2 separate regions of the Cyprinus carpio genome follow, and region 1 is linked to region 2. Evidence: chromatin contacts called from public Hi-C data. All regions are on one chromosome and are shown on one strand. The core of a region is the stretch at or near the end of the contact, and the rest is flanking DNA. Distances in the headings are between cores, read along the strand shown.

Region 1 (4,811 bases), core at 430-2,929, 34 kb after region 2:
TTCCTAATAAAAATAGCACAATGAAATCTCTCTATTATTAGTAACTGAGCAGAAACAACAACCCTAGATCATTGTCTTAATTTGCACATCTGAATGTCAAGAGGGATGCAAAGTAGTGTGGGGCTGTTCATAAATGTAGAAATTTCTACTTTTTTTGTGTTGTGGTTTTTTTGGTGTTATTATGGTTTTCTTAGTTTATGTATGGTTGTGTTGTAGTGTGGGGATGTGAATACGGTTACCGGTCTGTTTTAGGATGTCAAATACGGTCACATTAACATTCAAATGGTCTTGCTCAAATTGAAGTAATACTCTATAAAAATATAAAAAGAATTTGAGTTTTATCACAAGATCATGTACTGTAGGTTCAAATTTACACAGTAAAAAAAGATTATTAAGAGTATGTTTTACGTAAGATGTTTTTTTGTCTTAAAGTAATTTTTTTTCAAGTTTATATTTTTCCACTTTAAAATTTTACATTTAATTCATTGTGTTACTGGCTGTTTCCTTGTAAATAATTGTGAAATCTACTAACAATTTCTGTGTGAAAATTGTTTTAGCACCAATGTTTTTCAGTGTATAAGAATATGCTAGTTTTTCATTATTTTTAAAAGTTTATTTTAAATGGTCCCAAAGTGTGACAGTTTGTGTTTTTATGTGTTTGTTTTTATTTTTTTTTAAAAATTAATTTTAAATGGTCCCAAAGTGTGACAGTTTGTTTTTAAAAATTAATTTTAAATGGTCCCAAAGTGTGACAGTTTGGTCCCAAAGTTTGGCAAATTTCTTTTAAAAAACATAAGAATCATAACATCATAATCAGTGTTATTATGTTAACACATATATAGCATTATAGTTTTGTATTAATATTTTGAATTCATTTTTATTATTTTCAATTTTAATTATAAATGTGGTTACATTTTTAGCCAACATTTTATTTTTAAATATGTCTAATATAGTTTATTTTCATTTTTGTTTCAATTTTAGTTCAGTTCACATTTATTTTATGGTTTTAGTTTTAGTTAACTACAATATCTCTGTTCATAACACATTTTTATGTGCACAATGTCATTGTTTAACATGCATCTCAAGTTTAGTTGCTGCTAATGGACTACCTGCACCAATCTGCCATGATGAGGAGGAGGAGGAGGAGGAGGAAGAAGAGGAGGACAATGGTCATGAAAGTACCATTAAAAGAAACCTGTCTCTGGTGGAAGTTAAGTTTCTCAATTGATTCTGGCTCAGTGTAACATTAGATGAGAACAATGACACAGTCCATTTGGTCAAGATGGATCATTTCAGCTCCGAATGGCCAAAATATCAAAACACAACCATCATACTGCAATAACACATAATAGAATTGCCAAGGGTTGCAAATTCACATATCAAACCACTTCAGTAATGGATTCAGCATTATGATGATGTCTTGTCTTTCAGATATAGATATGACAGGAGCCTGTAGACATGTGTATCACTACTCATGCACAATACTGACTATTTGTCAACATGCAATGAGACTGACAGAAAGGACATGGAAACGATACAAAGACAGGCTATAGTTCTTTACTATTATGCTTTCTATGACTAACTGCGAGCTTATGCAAATAGTGCGAAATGCACTGAATGCAAAACAACACATTCTCAAAGTTACACTGATGGTCGTAAACTCACACCGGTGATTTCGACGTTTCCCTTTAAACATCGTCATTCTGTAGGGCTCCAGTTTGACGGCTTGAGAATCCTGCTCGCGCGCTGGAAGAAAAGACCGAACCTCCGAACCTCAGCCGCGATTCCGTACAAACAGATCTGTTTTTCCGAAGGAGAGAAAACGAAACCCACTATCACAGCAGACGCTACCACTACCGAGGTCTACAAAGGGGCGCTTTTCTTTTTTTTTTGTTTATTTGATGTTGTTACTACTGTGGTGGTTTTTTGTTTAATATTCATAACCCAGTCGTTAGCAATTGGACGTCAACCACGCGACGTCAGCACTAATGATTAATATTCAAGATCAAGGTCTTCTTCATTGGAAGGTTACTACGGAACGTCAAGACGTTCTCATTAATATTCATAGACCTTCGCTATGGTAGGATTTGTAATTTCAACATTTTCTGCTAACAGAAGCGCCAATTTACAGTATTTGTATGCACATATTTAGATTATAGATTATATATGGACGTTTAAAGTAATAACGCCTGCCGATTATATAGACTGTACATTGTAGACCTATTTTAGTTTAAAGTAGCCTAGTATCAAGTGTAGTTCGAATGCACCTATTTTGATATTATGACGTTAAAATAATACCTGACGACTATTATATACTTTATACCCATTAAAGTATAGTTTATGCAAAACACTAATAGCCTATGCTGCGTAACCCGTCCAAGAAATTAGCTTATATTTATTTATTTATTTATTTTGGTCACTGTTTAAAAAAATTAAAATAAAATTAAAATATTGCAGAATTCATTAAAATGTTACCTAGTTTTATTTTGGCTCTTTATTTATTTATTTATTTATTTATTTATTCAAAATTACATTTAATTTTTCACATACATTTATTCGTTCGTTTGTTCGCTTTTCCTAAATATTCTATGTAGTAGGTTACTTCTTTCATGAGAACTTAAAAATAATTTTTTTATTAAATTTAATATTCATGTGTATTTAATATAAAAAAAATAATTTTTTTATTATTTAAATATAATTATATATATATATATACACTGCAGGAATGCAATTAAAGGTTACTGCAGCTATCATTACACCTGCATTTCCCCAAAAAAGTTTTACTTTTTTCATACATAGTTTGAAGATGTTTAAAAGAATGTCTAATAGTATGGAAGCATATTTGCATGCAATTATATTCAGATATATAATTGCCTATGTAGATGTTCAACAAAGCAAAAAGGAACAATCCCTGGCAAATCTAACAAAATGTCTGTGGCCTCAGATCAAATATCTCATCTGAGTTTCTCAGAATAAGGAAAGAAAAGCTGCCAGCATCCAATTTCATTACAAACTGGCATCACTCCCTCCTCACATTCAGGATCATTAAATGTGATCCAAGCATTTCAATCTTGCACCCAACTGTATTTTTACTGCCAAAATTTGCATAGAGTTGCATAAAGCCCTTAGGTTAGGTGCTGGGACCAAATGTGATGCACTCATGCCTGCCCTTTTTCTAAAAGCACCCCACATTTTTCATCTCTGTGAACCATGATCTTGATTATATCATGATCATACATTATTGTTATGTTTTCTGCTGCAAGGGACTGTGTTGTTAAGGAGACAGAGAAAGAAAAAACACAGTCGTATCCTTCTTATAATGTGTGTGATATATTCCGTTAGCTGTCAGTGCATGGCTATCAGTGTGTGGGTTGTTATGACCAAAATAGCATCGAAATGCACTCTTCAAAATCTGACTGCATGAAAAACTGACATCTGCATATCCTGGCCTACTTTGCACATGACCAGTTACTGCTTTTCAAAAAGCAGGACAATGAAGGATTTTCTACAATGTCATCAACATATCTGACCTTATTTAAAAGTACATATTTTTATATGAACATTTAGAGGACAGCTGCTGTTGATCTTTTAATAGAACTGAAAACATCTCTGACTTTGGATAACTGAAAATAAAGAAAGAGAGGGGTGCAAATGAATGCATGTCTGGGCAAGTCAGGATATATTTTATATTTTGAGAAATATATTATTGACAAGAAGTGTTTTGGGTGTAATCTGTCTTCGTATTTCCATCTTCGGTGTAATCTGTATTTTTAATGTCCACAATTACATAAACATCGGTATAGCAATAGCATATATACATGGGTAGACAATTGATGTATTTTTATTTTCATTTTTTCCTGCAGAAATTTGGAAACACAACAGCGCCATCTTCTGGATAATACAATGCAGCACTTTTCTCTTTTATGATTTCCATAGTATGAACTGTGAAGATATATGAAATCTCAAGATATATTCTCAAGTGAATCTTAATGATTTATAAATAAAGGTACAGTACAATAAATATACATTATATTTTTGATATATTATATATTAGAAATTATTTTATATTTTATATTTTAATTATTTTATGTTATATATTATATTTAAATTTTCATAACTCATAAAAAATAAATAAATACATACATTTTTAGAAACTTAATTATATTAATTAAAATATAATAAAAGCAACCCTTGGATTTGTAGCAATACGAACTATTTTTATTTATATATATATATATTTGTGAACCATCCATTTAAATCAAACATGTATAATGTCATCGTGTCATGTATAATGTTTATTAGACGCTGCAGAAACGTACAGAATTAACAACAGACCTTCAAAGGTGTATCATTTATGCAGACTGCAATCTTTTTTCTCACTCGGATGTTAGAGAAAAAGCAGTGCAGTAATGCTTAACATTCATATTCACAGTGATAACATGTCCTCTAAAAATAGTTTCTTTTGGTTGTTTATTTATCTGTGAGAACTAGAGTCATTAAAGGGCAACTTAAATTAGCTTAATGGTTGTAAATGGATAAAGTGATGATATATAGCCGATAATAGCCTCATAATGGGACAGAGAGTTCTAGAGTGCACAAAATCACATTATAACACTGAAATGCCATTTAAACAGTCGTTGGGGTCTGACTGATTTAATGGAGTGTCATATCGCTTGCAGAGTCAGTCATCGGACCACACAAACGCACACAACCACACACTCGAATTTCCCAACAAATAATAGCACTGGAAAATAATGAAAGCATCAAGCATGGAATCCTATTTGAAAAAGGGAAAAAGGCAGCAGAGAACA
Region 2 (4,984 bases), core at 353-2,852:
GGAATGAAAAATGCATTTTAATTAATTAAATTAAGGTATTTTCTGCGTTTGGTATGAAATAAAAATCCACATTCGTGTGAAGAAAAAAGTACATACAGTTGACACAAAAATACAAATTCAAATGCATAGTTATGCACATAACATTTGTAAAATCTGTACATTTTGCACTTGTCACTGATGGTGCTGACTTTGCAGTAGCCAAGGTGAACATGTCTTAGTTGCAAAGAGGGCAAATGCAGATAATGATGGGGAAAAAAGAGAATCTGTGATAGATTTCATATTGACATATGCTATGAAAACACGTATGAATTATTCAAAGCATTATTACATGGGGGGTCTTACCGTTATGGTCTGCGTATCCCCATTCGTTGGACATTATGACAGCTGCGCCGCAAGAGTCTCCAAGCGTCCTGAAGCAGTGTCAGTGTCCTCGGACAGATGAGCTGGAGGTTTATATAGCGGCTTTCTGGACGCTGTTCGCCCACATGACCGTACATTAGGTGTGATCAGCAGCAGGAGGAGCTACAGAGAGATCGATCGATACCGCGCGCTCTCAATCCGTGTCTCTCTCGGAATGCGGGATTCCTCTTCTATGATCTGCTGCTACATTCTTGCATTTTTTCCATTCTGTGATTGCGTAATCAGATACTTGTGGCGCGCTGGTTCTGTTGACGTAGAGTGACAAAGGCTAGTAATAATGACAATGAGTGCTGTAATGATTCATCACTAGCACAGCGAATGAATGGCGGATTTGCGCAACACTCTGCTTAGCTGGCATTTGACGCTTTACAAAGAACGAGCCCATAACTGAAGACATATATATATATGAGCATATATATATGGAAATATGTTTTTTTTTTTTTAAACGGGCTACCTTACTCATAATGAATGTAGTACTATGAACATAATCTTTTAATATGCCCATGTGTATATCACCAATAGATACACTAGCCAGAGCAATCTGTGTCATGTTATTATTATTATTACTAGCCTATTATAATTATTATGTTTACTAATTATTATTGGCTCAAAAATAAATAATAGGGTATAAAATAAAAATAAAAAAACTTTGTAGATTTTAATATAAACATTGCAGGATACATATAGCTTATAATTTCTGCCGATACTGAAACCAAATTTTAGTGTTTTTTTTTTTTTTTTTTTTTTTTTAGATATTTCTTGTAATTTCTTTTGATATTTTTTTTGATTCTTTATTTTTATATGTGTTCTGAATTTGTGAAGCTCAATGTACTTGAATCTGAACTTGCAATATAAAGTGATTGATTGCCATCTGGTGGTCGAGTGTTGAAACTAATATTGACCGCAAAATGAACAAAAAAAAAATGAGTAAATGCATGTTTAAATTCACAAATAAAGAAGGGCCAATGTAGCTTTCAGATTTATTTTGTAAGTATATGTGTAAACCTAATATAAATGTATACATTTTGTATAGGCAATACATATATGTGTGTGTGTATAGTTTTACTAATTATAGAGTTGAATTGACAAATAAAGTGCAAAATACGTTGTTCCAACATTTTTTTTTTCTTCCCTTTTTTTTAATACAGTCAGTCGTGCCTGGATCAGTTGTCGTGACCTTATTTAACGTTTCGCGTACTCTCCACACCACTAGATGGCGCGGATTCAACTGCACAGTGAAGAAAAAGCACAGTCACAGCATGTTGTTAGTTAAAACTACGCTTTGATGCGACGTTTTTACATGTAGTTGTATTTGTGTTGTTTGACACGTTTAGTTTGGAATCGAGTGTCATCTAAGCGTGATATAGCCACATACTGTTCTCTGTCTGCCTTTAGATCAGTCGTTTAACGTTACTTTAGACGTCCACATTGCGGCTTGAGTTGAGTTCTCATTAGAAAGTCTACTGGGGAAATGGCCAAAAACAAACAGAGAGGTAAAAAGCAACAGAATGTATTTCAGGTTGCGAACAAACAGTCAAAACCCAAGACCAAAGCGAAACCCGTCAAGACCTCTTTGAAACACGTGAGTTCAAGTTTTGTTTACATCAGTAACGCGCCATTAGGACTGCACACAGTGTTAGAGATTTGGAATATAAACAAGTCGTTGTTATTCTTACAGATGATAAACTTTTTGAGATGTGAAAGTGTGGAGATTTTATATGATGTTTTCAGAGATGTAGAGAGATGTCAAAAGTATATCAAAATCAACATCCAGTGAACCCAAAAAAGCACAGAAGGTCAGTTTTTCCTGTTTTATTCTCTTATTTGCAGCTTTAAATGGTAAGCAATGTCCAAATACATTCTGCAACTTGACTTCTTATAAAATGTTTTGCATGAAGTGTTTTTGTGCTTTGTCTCTGAATGCCACTGTCATGTTTTGTTATCAAATGCAATGACATTTCATGCCTCGTGTGTCCAAATATTTTTTTGTGCTGTAATGTTGACCGTCACGTCACATGTAAACTGTGTGTTTCAGGTGGTCAGAGAAGCTCCACGGGAAGCTGTCAATGTGGATAATGCTGCCCAGCTTTTCTCTCAACTGTAGAAGCCCATTTTAACATGCTGAACATGGACTAATCACAGACACGTCATACCAAAATTCTCAAACAAAAACAGTTCATAATAACTGCTGATCAGCTATATTATTTATTACATGAATATCCCTGTGTAGGTAATTTTTTTTTTTGCATTATTTCTAGTGCCCTCGTAGGACTGGTTTTGTAAATGCACTTTGCAGCAGTGCATGCTGATCACACAAGCTTAATGTCCAAAAATACATTAGTAAGTTTTCCTATAGCACTGATTTTTTTTGGATTGGAATATTGTCTATGCTTGCTGAAGCATAAAGAACAAAGTCATTAAAGACTGAATTCGATCAGAGCTGTTTTGTAATGAGTTGTGCTTCTGTTGTATTGAGTCAGCTGTAGCAGGCTTTATATATTGTTCGGATCAATGTTTGAACTTGTGACCCAGTGGAAAGAGGTAGGTTTTTGGAAACACAAGTTGGTAGTTCAGGCACAAATAAAAAATGTGTAGTTTACTCATTCATGTGTTGTTCCAAACCCATATGATTCAAATAGAAGTGAATTCATTTTTATTTTAGAGCAAAGTTCTACTTCAATTCCTGTATGCAAAATTTATTTTGAGTCCTTTGTGCTGGTTTATGATCACAGAAAAGTGAACATGAATGATGAATGAGACATTTGTGTATGCGAGTAGATTATATGAATTAGTACATAAAAAAAAGAAATGAATACTTTTAGAAAAGATGGATCAAATTGATCAAAAGTGACTATATATGTGTGTAATCTATACTGATTTCTGTTTTAAATAAATGCTGTTGTAAACTTTCTATTCATCAAAAAAACTGGAGTAATAGCTTCTTAGAATTCAGCTTATGGAAAATAGATAAGTTATTTTGTAGTGTAATAATATTACACAATATTACTGTTTGTATTGTATTGTAATCAGATAAATTGGTGAGCATAAAAGAGTATGCTCACCAATTAGACCAATACACCAATCAGTGCATATTTTAAGTTTTTATGTTCTTTTAATGTGAACGTTCCTTCTTTATTTCCTATGTGTTGTGATAACAGCTCAAGACCACTAGAGGCCAGACATTTATAATAATAGCACTACATTAACAGCAAGCCCAGTGTTTTTTATTTAAATAAAAAATAAAAATAAAACCTTCCTATAATACACTCTTAAAAAAAAGTTTTTTATGGTTCTCTATGAAGAACCATTAACATCCATGGAACAACAAGGTTCTCTATAGTGGAAAAAGGTTATTTAGATGATGTAATATTTTTACAAGAAGAAAAAAAAATGGTTCTTTTATGAACTGTTCTTTGGGAACACAAAATGGTTCTTCACTGCAAAACCCCCCTTTGGAGTCTAGTCTGAGAGTGGTATGAGAGTTCACTGGCGCGTATATACCATCCTGACAGTATCAGGGACTAAGCAGAACATTTGTGGGTGTTGAGATTCATTCAATCTGCCATCGAGCTTTTAACCGAAGACTTGAATGCATGAATATATCAAACCTTAAAGAAGGATGAAAATAATAAGTTGCTCTCTCATTGTGTAACATAATTATCCCCAGTAGTGAAATACCTTAAAGGGTTAGTTCACCCAAAAATGCAAATTTTGTCATTAATTACTCACCCTCGTGTTGTTCCAAACCCGTAAGACAAATTAAGATATTTTTGATGCATCCCGAGAGCTCTCTGACCCTCCCATAGACAGCAAGGGTACTACCACAATCAAGGTTCAGAAATGTAGCAAGGACTTCGTTAAAGTAGTCCATGTGACATAAGGGGTTCAACCATAATTTTACTAAGCTACGAGAATACTTTTTAAAATTACGGTTGAACCCCTGATGTCACATGGATTACTTTACTGATGTCCATGCTACGTTTCTTGATCGTGGTAGTACCCTTGCTGTCTATGGAGGGTCAGAAAGCGAACGAAGGTCTTATAGGTTTGGAACAACATGAGAGTGAGTAATTAATGACCGAATTTTCATTTTTGGGTGAACTATCTCTTTAAGCCATAAAGTAAGCTCAATAACATGCAAAGCACACTGTTGTCTCTCTCTTTTTTTTAAAGTAAAATATTTTTCCTTCCAAAAAGGCTATTTTTGACATTTTCATGAATAATAAAAGTCTGCAGGCACTAAGAGATTTGTGCAAATTTGGCTGTCAATATATGTCTCGCATCACTCAAAATTGAGAATGTTGTGAAATAGCATTTTTTATGTGCTAGGATCTATATTTTGTGCTCGGCTTTTTCAGCAGCTGTTTATGTTGTCTCTTGGAACAGTTGGGGGTCTTTCATAAGGCAGTCAAAAGCATAAATATATAATTCGACTGCTAAATCAGCAGCATCTCTTCAATACATGTTGTTCATCTTTTTCAAAGTCTGTTCTGCAGAAAAAAATGTTTTTTTTTTATGCGCAAAAAAAAGAGGTTTTGTAGAGAATATCTTCCTCAAACAGGAA

The links. A called contact is a pair of places that touch in the nucleus more often than the background predicts.
Region 1: a Hi-C map of liver shows a contact between it and region 2, with 4 times the contacts expected there. The contact joins the enhancer-like site here to the promoter of LOC122142242 in region 2. A contact is called at or near these places in 3 of 8 Hi-C or Micro-C datasets (liver and red blood cells).

What each region holds. Positions count from the first base shown.
Region 1 is chrB24:19,170,247-19,175,057 of ASM1834038v1, forward strand. The region is part of intron 2 of LOC109050005 (RNA-binding Raly-like protein); the gene reads right to left. Among protein-coding and RNA genes, the nearest start is that of LOC122142243, 34 kb to the left of the region's middle. Within about 2 kb of position 1,680, at least 5 of the 8 cell types and tissues checked have an H3K27ac peak or open chromatin away from gene starts, as enhancers often do. A contact at or near this core is called in liver, where this site is marked.
Region 2 is chrB24:19,136,188-19,141,171 of ASM1834038v1, forward strand. It overlaps LOC122142242 (ribosomal biogenesis factor-like), which reads left to right and starts at 1,603. Exons shown (of 1, transcript XM_042752168.1): 1 at 1,603-2,092. The coding sequence starts at 1,892. The coding sequence ends at 2,092. It overlaps ca2 (carbonic anhydrase 2), which reads right to left and starts at 731. Exons shown (of 7, transcript XM_042752128.1): 1 at 343-731. The coding sequence starts at 376. It overlaps LOC122142243 (a long non-coding RNA gene), which reads left to right and starts at 2,128. Exons shown (of 2, transcript XR_006158469.1): 1 at 2,128-2,216; 2 at 2,456-2,859.